3 separate regions of the Gossypium hirsutum genome follow, and regions 1 and 3 are each linked to region 2. A link is a contact called in public Hi-C data. All regions are on one chromosome and are shown on one strand. The core of a region is the stretch at or near the end of the contact, and the rest is flanking DNA. Distances in the headings are between cores, read along the strand shown.

Region 1 (3,457 bases), core at 776-3,275, 280 kb after region 2:
ATTCTCACCGTCTTCCTTTTCATTACCCTCCTCATTGCCTGGCTTTTTCTTATTGCCACCATTGCCTGATAAATAACAAAATAGTTGTATAAATATGCTAGTTGGATAAAGGCACATTATAGAACAGGTCTCAGCAAAATAATCTAGCATGTAAATGATAAGGTTAAGAGACTTCTTTCTTTTTCGAGATAAATTCTTATTCTTCTCTTGTTTTCCCTGATTTTCTAGGAAAAGATAAAATTTACAAGGATAGATGAACATACCATATTCACTGAACATAACTTCACCAGCACATAATCCACCCTCAATTTTGGTGAGTTGGAGAGTCATTCTAGGTCCAATTTCTTGAAGCTTAACCGCGCTTTTTGTAGAGGCACGATTAACTCGACTAAGATCGCTAGTCAGAGTAACTGTTGCAGCTTCCTCATCAACTTCGCTTTCTGATCCATAACCCGCTCTTCATATAATAGATCAAAGGAGTGAACCAAACAAATCACAAAGAGTATACCATTCAAAAGGACAGTACAATAAATATTTATAGCTCATAACAATACTCACTTAGTGACGAAGTCGCTCACATCTTGAAGATTCCGAAGATCAGGCACTTGATGGTTCTGCACGAATTTTCGAATTCTACGCGAGACACCAACAGGCTGTAGTCTGATAGAATAATGTCGAAAATCAATAAGCTTCGTGTCTTTATTGTAGTTAAGCAACAGAATCCTCTGGCAAGAAGAAAGTTTAACCTGAAACATTCATGTCCAAACAATGTTAAAGAGGGAAGAAGAAAAGAAATGAGGTCACTTTAGATACTATAATTTAACTGTCTAAGTGAACTCACAGTATTGATATCAATATCCGGAAAGATGTTCTTGAACATCGTAGTCGTGAGCCTTAATTGTTCATCTGCTGCCGCAAAACCAGACAGAACAATCTGCCCAAAGATATATTCAGAATTACTACCATGAAGGTTGCATACAAGTTAAGGCATAAACTCAAAGAAAGCATGAGGTTTCAATCTCTCTTTAGTTTTAACACAAAAAAACACAACAGTATTTGGCTCATAAAAAGACATCCATTTCTAAGTTATACAAGCAGCTAAGAATTACAATAACCTAACAAGTTCCACTGCTGAGACAGTGTGAGTAGAAGAAATTACCAAAGGAGGATTCTTGAAAAGATCCTGAGGGCAACGAGGGCGCAATTGAGATTGGGATATATCAACAGCCAATGAATATTCATGTATTTTAAATGTAAGAGTAGGGCCTTGAGGGGTCTTTGCAACCCTAAGGACAGGCGAAGTTTCGGTTTTAGATAAAATGAGGAAATGGGTTACACCCATTGGCCCTGCAACATTCAAAAAGTCTTTCAGATTGTTCCTTTTCTTCTCCTGCAACCATTAAACAACAACAAACAATAAATCTAATTAAAGGGACAACTTATAAAACAACAAAATTTCAATTTTTTTAAACAAAAAAGAGGTAAAGGAATTACCTTGAGTTTGAGAGCAGTATAAGGAAGCATCAATTTTCTCAAATCCATTTGAAGTTGCCTAAGAGGACCAGGAAGCTTCCCCCTCGAAAACACAAAACTCTTCGGGATTTTATTCCCTGTGATATGGTCTACATTCGGTTGCTGTTGCTGCTGCTTTTTCACAATTGGCTTAACAAAAACCTTCTTCTTTCTCTGTTTTTTTTTTAAATTCAAATACCAGAACATGATTAAACCAAACCAACAAAAAAAAACAAAGAACCCCAAAAAAACCCTAACTGTGCAAAAATAGGCCTAAATTCAAAGCTGAGTAGACTAATTTTGGACTCGAAAAGAGTCGCACAATGCTAAAGTTAAAGAAACAGAGCTATTACTTACGTTATGGAAACGAGCCATGGCTCAGAGGAGGGAGACGCCGCAACCTGTTCGAATGGAGTATTGAATGAGAAGAAGGGTTTAAGGCTGGGTTTTTGGAGAAAGGGCAATTTCACTCACAAAATTGGAATTATGCTCTTTATCGTTTATATGGCAAATAACTTGGTTTGGGTTTAACCAGTTTTAAAGCTTTCAGCCCATTTATTTTTTAAGCCCCAAAATTTGTTTCTGACTTTTAGGTTAACATAGAATTTAGTCGCTTACTTTTTATTTTGTACCATTAGTTTCTCCATTTATTTTTAAGAATTTACTCTTTTTATTTTTTGTATTTCAAAATTTAAATTTAATAGTCAATACATTGAAGATTCTTTTATTAAATTTACTGGTTTGAAGCTTTGAAATAAAAAAAATACTAATTTGATAGCCATGTAACAAAAATTAGCGGTATAATGAACCTGAATTTAATAGAAAAATTTTAATAGTGTTGATAATTAGACTTTTATTATGAAATTTGAAAAATAGAGGGATTATATTCCAAATGTACAATGAATATAGGAACTTAGAGCATATTCTGACCACGAGAATTTAATCATTCTACTTTTTGGATTTAACACTATTAAAATTCTTCAATAAAATTCAAGTCATTAACAATGTTTTTTTTAGGTTAATTTAGGTAAATATGCTGAAAAAAAAATAGAAAAGTAGACTGAATTCAAACATATTTATCGATCTACGATGTTTTTATTCTCTATCCTGAAAACATGTGGCATGTTTTCACTAACACATAAGTGAAGTGAAAACGCGCCTTGTAGGACACGTTTTCCTTTCAACGATAACTATTCTTACGATAACTTTTCTAACAGCTACAAGGGCTCCAACAACCATAAAAATTCCTATATAAACCCCTCTACACTTCGTTCTTTTCAACCAAATATTCAATACTCATTCTTCCTTCCTAAATTATCAATCCTCAAATTCCAATTTTCTATTATAAATCTTCAATTTTCAATTTTCAATTTTCAATCCTCAATTATTTTTTTAATTTTATTCTTTTCAATTTTATTCTTTTCGTTATAATTTTTAAATGGCAAATCAACTTAATCGTTTTGATGACAAGCATATCCCTGGCGTCCAATTACAAATGGTAAGAAAATTTATTAAATTATTTATTTTTAATAGTTAATTATTATGTTGTTTAGATTATTAATTTTTTATGTTTATATAGTGCAACATGCGAGCAACAACTACGGAAGGTGTCGAACAGGTTTAGGGGTAGTCAGATCTAGATGAGATGGTTGGAGGACAACTTCCAAACAATCGAGGCTTTTACAAGTGACGTTGAAAAGGAACAATTCGCATGCGCATTATCTTAAGGTTGATTGGAGGTCTTCTAATGCCAGATAAATCTTGCAATTAGGTACATTTAAGGTGACTACTACTACTAGTCGACTTGAAAGAATCGGGACGACTTAGTCGAGGATCAATGATTCTGGTGACATTGTACCGAGAAATGTATTGAGTGAGGATATTGAATAAAGCTAAAATTGATGATTGCATGCTCCTTCAATCATAGGAATGGCATCGACTACCA
Region 2 (3,361 bases), core at 614-3,113:
TCTTACTGTTTGTCACATCAAAATAATTTAAGAATATTACAGGTCATTTATGAATTAGATTCTTCTCATCATATCAGTTCTTATTCAAGCCTTCAAGGTTAAAAAATACATACAAGTAAATATAGCTGCTGCTCCTCTCTAAGAAAGAGGTGAAAAGCTCCTCAGAAAAGCAAGGTTTTTGTTCAAATTCTTAGTGTCATTCTATATATATGCAAAGAGAAAGCACGAGAGAGAGAAGCAACCTAGAGCACTATATCAGGAACAGAAAATCCAAAGGTACAATTTGGAACTGTAAAATAAAAAGATGTAAAAATTTAATTGAATGAATATGATTAACAGCTAGGACACAATATAGCATCTGATATTAGCATATTCGCCACTGGAAAGATTTTGCAATACACGTATATCATAACCATCCATATCAATGAAAATAGGAACATGACTACAAATTTTAGCTGCGTATATCAAGCAAAAGAAGAGAAGAATTAGACAAAAACTAAAGCTACAAAAGATGGTTTTGCTTTGTCCCATGTTATTTGCACATTAACACCTATAAGAATAAAAGCAATCCAGATTTAACCCAGAAGATAGAGTTTTTACATCTTCATAGTAACAAATGAGAAGTAACCCAGAAGATAGAGTTGTGCAGTTTTTACACTATGTAATTCTGATTTGATCAATATGTATACACTATGTATAAATCAATATGTATAAATCATAAACAAGGATCTAAATAAACAGATAAAATTAATGATGAACATAGCTCCATTGCAACACACGAAACAAACATATATACATGCAAGCATACACCCAAGAATCAAGTGACACCCATTCAACCTTTGACGCATATGCCTCTGACAATCAGCTGATGACAGTAGACAGACTGCAATGAATCAGTCATTTTAGAAAGTCCTACTATAAGCCAGCAACAACAGTGATATGGAAAAACAAATTCACTTGTGAAAGACTGTACTGATTTTTTTTTAACATAAAACTGTACTGATGTTAGAAAGAGGTTAATGCCTGAATGGTATAAAATGCATGAACATTACCATAATATGAGCAAGACTTGGTTAAGCATGCATCTCAACTAAAGTTGCAGGATTGCAATGAAAAGAGGAAAAAAGATGTTCGTCAAAACCCAGGCATGAACTGAAAAAAAAGACTAAGTTATAAAATAAAACAAAAGAATCAAAATAACAATGCAAGCTTTGGGTTATGTCATTAGGCAGAAAACTAAGAAAAATTGAGCAATACCATGCTAATACAACAGTAATAATATCAACATCTTTCATATTTAACAAAATTAAAGCAATTAACAACAATGTAACACTAATTCAAAAGTTAATTCTGAACTCTAAAATCGAAAATAATTACCCTGGTTTCGAAGATGACGACGCTGCAGAGCTATCTTCTTTGGTCTAAAAAAAATCAAAAAACAATTAAATTAGTAACATCATAGGAAATGACACCAAGAATTTTCAAAACATAGAAAACGAAGAGACAGAGAGAGCGAAATAAAAAGGAAAAATTACCGCAACTGCATTGGCAATAAATTGTTGAGCCCTTCGACCTTCAGGGTTCAAATCCAAGTTCATGGTTCATCAGATCTGACTACCACAAAGCTCGGCGCTTTCCTGAACCAAAACAGTATTCAAAAATAATTTTTTTTAAAAAAAATCTGAAATGAAATGAAATGAAAAATAAAAAATGAAAAAAGAAAAAAGAACACTGAACCGGAGATACGAGGAGAAAAAAGAAAATTTTTGGAATCGAAAGATCGCCTTAAATCCCGACCCTTAAATCATAATTTCTAATTCATAATTCCTAAATTCATATATAATCCCCAAACCTTAAAATAGTAATTTCTAAACTCGTTTTAAATCTTAAATTAACTATATACCGTAAATCATATTAACCCTAAACTATAATGATAATTAATTAAATATTTTAAAATTAATACTATCTTATCTTTTTCAATTATATATGAAATTATTTAATATATAAATTAAAAAAACAATCAGTAATGTACCCAACAAATTTTAAAATTATTTTAAATAATAGTATTTTAATTTTTTTCATTTTTAACAAATATTTTTCTATGTTTTTACTTTTAAATTTTTTCTACGTGTCATTATTTTTTTTCCAAAGAATATAAATATTCAATTAAAAATAAATTATATTTTAATTAATATAAATAAACTAGTTAAAACAGATAAAATATTTTTTGCGGCGTTTTTAAAATAAGCACCGCTAATGCTCGATCTATAGCGGCGTTTTTCAAAAAGCACCGCTAATACCACCAAAGCTCAACATAAAACGATGGCGATGTGCTTAATTTTTTTGCGGCGCTTTTCAAAAAACGCTGCTAATGCTTGATCTATAGCGACGTTTTCCAAAAAGCGCCACTAATGCTTGATCTATAGCGGCATTTTTTAGAAAGCGTCGCTAATGCCACCAAAGCTTAACATAAAACGATGGCGTTGTGCTTAATTTTTTTGCGGCGTTTTTCAAGAAGCGCCGCTAAAGGTCGAGTATTAGCGGCATTTTTCAAAAAGCACTGCTAATGCCACCGAAGCTCAACATAAAACGATGGCGTTGTACTTAATTTTTTTGCGGCATTTTTCAAAAAGCGCCGCTAATGCTCGATCTATAGCGGGGCTTTTTGAAAAATGCCGCTAATGCTCGATCTATAGTGGCGTTTTTCAAAAAGCGCCGCTAATGTGAGATCTACAGTGGCGTTTTTATCCAAACGCCGCTAAAAGTGTTGCTAAAAACCTGTTTTGCTATAGTGTGGCTAACCAACCTAGCCCTAATTAATTAATAGCGACTCTACGTAATTTAGTCCCTTTGTGTCTAGCTTTGCTTACTAAGCCCGCCTACTCTTATGTAGGCAACGTTATGACAATTATAATCAAGTTTTTATGGATTTATTATATAAGAAAGAGATTAAAAAATTTTCAATAAAAATACAACTTAATTTATATATGAGAAAGAATTTTCGTAATTTCAAAATTAGATTAATATACAATTGATCTATAATGCCAATAACATTTAAAATAGGTATAAATTATTTTTAAAATTCGATTATTGAATCCAAATCCACCTTATATATATATATATATTAAAATACATTTATGCATAAGAAAACCCAAAAAATATTCCTCATCTTTTGAAGTTGTTATGCAAAGATACAGTCGTGGAGAAACTAGTGGCAGTAATGAAAGTGCATGGGATCCATAGGTCAACAGCTACTTAGAGGGTTCTTGGTTGCCTTTACAAGAAAGATGTCGAGTTTTAGTTTGTTCTTGTAAACCTGGGAGTTGCTGAGCATAAATCCCAATACTTCCTTTCCCCCAAT
Region 3 (3,874 bases), core at 928-3,427, 350 kb before region 2:
ACAACCCATTACACCAAATCACAGATACAAGACTAATACCCAACCATCCAGCCTAACTTTGAATCTCGTAATAATACTATTGTTCCACTTACTAAAAAAAAATAATTATAAATTTTATTTTTCTACTTTACCAAAGTAGATAGTTAATTTGCTTAGCTTAATTTATTAATAATTTTCCATATTCTCGAGAATTCAATTTTAAAGAAATAAAATAATAGGAATTCAATTCAATCACACTGTTCCTAATTTGGTAACCCAAAAATCAGGTAACATTCCAACTTTTGCAAGCAACTTGAACACATGTTTGTCACTTGGAAACGTGAATGATTAATGTATGAAAAGTAATGAGGAGACTTTTCTTTTGTTGGAATATGTTTAATTTAATGTAAACATAAAAACAACGTTTATAACATTTATTTACACCAAATTAGATATTAATATTGTACATTATTTGGTTAATGTATGCAAATGAAAATGGAACTCTTTTATCTCTTCAGCAAATATTGGGGAAAAAAGAATGAGTCATTATTGTTTTTAATCAGGAGTTTGTTTAGTTTAATTGAAGACGAAATATAGAAAGTGAATCATAGCGGGCATGATTATCTCCACCCATGAAGTCAAAATAGAAACAAAAATGTTATCCATGGACACCAACATTTCTTAATTTCCAAATCTATGATGAATCACTTATCAATGTTGTTCTACTACTTATTACTTTTTTTTAATAATAATTAAGGATTTAGGGAATGCATAAACACATTTTGAGATTTTCTTTTTTTTGAAATAAGGTTGGATTTAGAAATAAAACTTGCTCTTGTCTCAACATAATATTATAGTAGTTTAAAGTATATTCTTTTAACATTATACCTACAGAATGATTATTAGTATAGCTTAAAATATTAGTAATAAAAATTTATTATTCTATTTTTATAAAAAAATATTAAAATTGTCACATTTCATATAGCTTTGATTTCTTCGAGTCATATTTGGGTTGGGCGATGCTAGATTTTGCTAAGGGTATATCTAGTGGAGGTTAAGGAATGCAAAAAATTGCCCTATCCTTTATTACCTTTAAAGGGTATTGGATTGTTTAAATCCAAACCTTAACTTATTATTTTTGAAAATCGACAGGTCGCTTTAAATTTTAAATTAATTGACCAACATCTTATCAAAATATTTGAAATGATTAAAACACATATTTATATATAACTCGAGACTCGAATTAATTTATATATAAATATGTGTTTTAATAATGTAAACATTTGCTAGGTAAATGAATGTAAACATCTATACTTTTAATTAAATCATCCTGACTCGAATTTTTAAGTTAAGTTTTTGATGTTTCAGTTCTAATCATTTTACATAAATTTAAGTTATTAATTATTATTATTATTATTTTGAATTAATCAAAATTGAGAAATCTCAAACAAAGTGTTTATGAATTTTTTGTCGTTATTATTATAATAATATTTTATCCCTTTTATTGTGGTCCCCGCATATCGAGATCCCTCGGATCCAGCCGTGCTACGCGCATCATGGGATTCATTGCACCACCACTCTCCCCTACACATCACCACATTTTATCAGCCCTCCTCGTATCAATATCTCGTCGCTCCATCTCCTTCCCGATATATTCCTCAAAAATCTCGTCGAACATCTGCCCCTACACGCTCTTCCATACACCCGTTTTCTGCGGCTCCGCTTCGTTGCCGACGGATAAGATCTCCCCTTCCCACCGTCCATCATATGGCCCGCATCTCACCCCCACCACGTGTCTCTATCTTAAACGTCCATTAGTTATCCCCACACAAAAAATTGATACCCTCATATTTCCTTTCGCTATAATTCTGGTTTAGTCCACGGTAATACTAAAATTTGACATTTAATCATTTTGTTTTATTTTAATTTGATATGATTTGTTATAAATTTTTTACAATATCACCCTAATTGGCTATCTTTTCCTATCACTTGACTTCTTACTCGTACTTTTATAATGTCATTAGTGTATTTAAATTCGATAAAATTGTTTGTTGATATTGTTAGAGTGTTGACGTGAAGTCTTTTGTATTATACGATCATACAATTTATATCACATAAAAATTCAATCAATCATGTTTAACCCCTTTTCTAGTTTAATATAAGTAACAATTGAGGTTGTCAATTTACAAAGTTATGTAAACAAAAACATAGAGATAAATTTCAAAATTTCAACATAGTAAAGGGACTAAACCTAGAATTAGACCTAATTTGACATGACATATTTAACCATTGTTAAAATCTAACCCTTCTTCTCAACACATCAAAAAAAATTCTTATCCTCTCTCACCTTGTATCTGTCATATCACTTCACTTTCTCTCTCTTTATAGCTCCTTAACCTCTGCTCTCACTGTAACCTTCATTAATGGCGTTTCAGATCTGAAAATGAACTCTAAAGCTTAAGAAAACCCCAAACTTCGGCCAAACCGAAAGGCAAAAAAGAGAAATCTTTTTTTTTGTATATTTTTAATCCAAAAAGGCTTAATTTCTCTTTGCGTGTGTGTGTGTTTGTTTTTTGTTTCTCTTTCTCGATTTTTCAAAATGCAGAAGAAAACGGCGTATTCGTTCCCCGACGAGATTTTGGAGCACGTTTTCTCGTTCATACAATCGGTCAAGGACCGGAACGCAGCGTCGTTGGTGTGCAAATCGTGGTACGAGATCGAACGGTGGTGTCGGAGGAAGATATTCGTGGGGAACTGTTACGCCGTCAGCCCTACGATGGTGATCAGGCGGTTCCCGGATATCAGATCCATTGAGCTAAAAGGGAAGCCACACTTCGCGGACTTCAATCTGGTACCGGACGGTTGGGGCGGGTACGTACTTCCATGGATATCGAAAATGGCTGGAGCCTATCCATGGCTCGAAGAGATCCGGCTTAAGCGAATGGTTGTCACGGACGAGAGCCTGGAGCTTGTTGCTAAGTCGTTTACGAATTTGCAAGTGTTGGTGCTCTTTTCTTGTGAAGGGTTTTCAACTGATGGGCTCGCTGCTATTGCTGCTGGCTGCAAGTGAGTTTGATGAACTCTTTTTTCACTTCGTTTGTTTGGCTTTTTCTTTGCTTTTCAGTTAGACAAAGAATTGGACCTTGGGTCTTTGTTAGATTCAATTTTTGTTTTTGGTTTTAGCTACATTTCTGTTTTCTTAGTGATTTTTGAGAAGGGTAGAGTTTTGTTCACTTCAAATGCCCCTTTTCCCCTAGGATTCCTTGTTCTTGTTTGCTATCCCTAGATTCTTTTTCGGGGGTTGTTTTCCAGATTTTAAACGGTTACGTCTGGGAAACGTGGGCTTTGCTTTTGCTGTATAACGATGAATAATATATTTTGTAAATTGAGGATGTAGGGACTGATTTTCCAAGTTGGTACTGCAGATTCTTATCGTATTTCTTTTTTCAAAATTTTTCCTTTTTTTTTTCTATCCTTCTTTGTATGTTATTTTAATTCCATCTTGGGATTTGTTTGTTTTTTGTTCCTAGATTAGAACTTTATTTCTTGTATGGTTTGAGCAATTAGATGCTTAAAGAATATGCAAATTTCTTCTCTTGTAAGTTCAATTGTAAAAAAGAAACTTTCTTCTTGATTTTGTATTTGATTTGGTCGATTTTTTTAATTCCTTGTTTATATGAATCAAATCTGGTTTTGTGATACAGGAATCTGAGAGAGCTGGACTTGAGAGACAGTGAAGTGGATGATTTGAGTGGGCATTGGCTCAACCATTTTCCTGACACATACACATCCCTTGTGTCTCTCAACATTTCCTGCTTAGGATCCGATGACGTTAGTTTCTCGGCCTTGGAGCGCCTAGTTGGTAGATGTCCCAACTTGAGGAGGCTTTTGCTCA

The links. Hi-C and Micro-C count contacts between places; a contact is called where the count stands out from the background.
Region 1: a contact with region 2 is called in a Hi-C map of petal, with 3 times the contacts expected there. The contact joins the promoter of LOC107910134 here to the promoter of LOC107910195 in region 2. A contact is called at or near these places in 3 of 34 Hi-C or Micro-C datasets (leaf and petal).
Region 3: a Hi-C map of seedling shows a contact between it and region 2, with 2.6 times the contacts expected there. The contact joins the promoter of LOC121220114 here to the promoter of LOC107910195 in region 2. A contact is called at or near these places in 5 of 34 Hi-C or Micro-C datasets (leaf and seedling).

The regions. Positions count from the first base shown.
Region 1 is chrD08:46,343,152-46,346,608 of Gossypium_hirsutum_v2.1, forward strand. LOC107910134 (peter Pan-like protein) reads right to left here and starts at 2,026. Exons shown (of 7, transcript XM_016837901.2): 1 at 1,870-2,026; 2 at 1,495-1,686; 3 at 1,160-1,390; 4 at 842-934; 5 at 559-746; 6 at 264-457; 7 at 1-65. The coding sequence starts at 1,887.
Region 2 is chrD08:46,059,402-46,062,762 of Gossypium_hirsutum_v2.1, forward strand. It overlaps LOC107910195 (N-terminal acetyltransferase A complex auxiliary subunit NAA15), which reads right to left and starts at 1,864. Exons shown (of 7, transcript XR_001687536.2): 1 at 1,738-1,864; 2 at 1,536-1,637; 3 at 1,378-1,421. It also overlaps the pseudogene LOC121220346.
Region 3 is chrD08:45,712,955-45,716,828 of Gossypium_hirsutum_v2.1, forward strand. It overlaps LOC121220114 (protein TRANSPORT INHIBITOR RESPONSE 1), which reads left to right and starts at 2,178. Exons shown (of 3, transcript XM_041099302.1): 1 at 2,178-3,045; 2 at 3,684-3,874. The coding sequence starts at 2,579.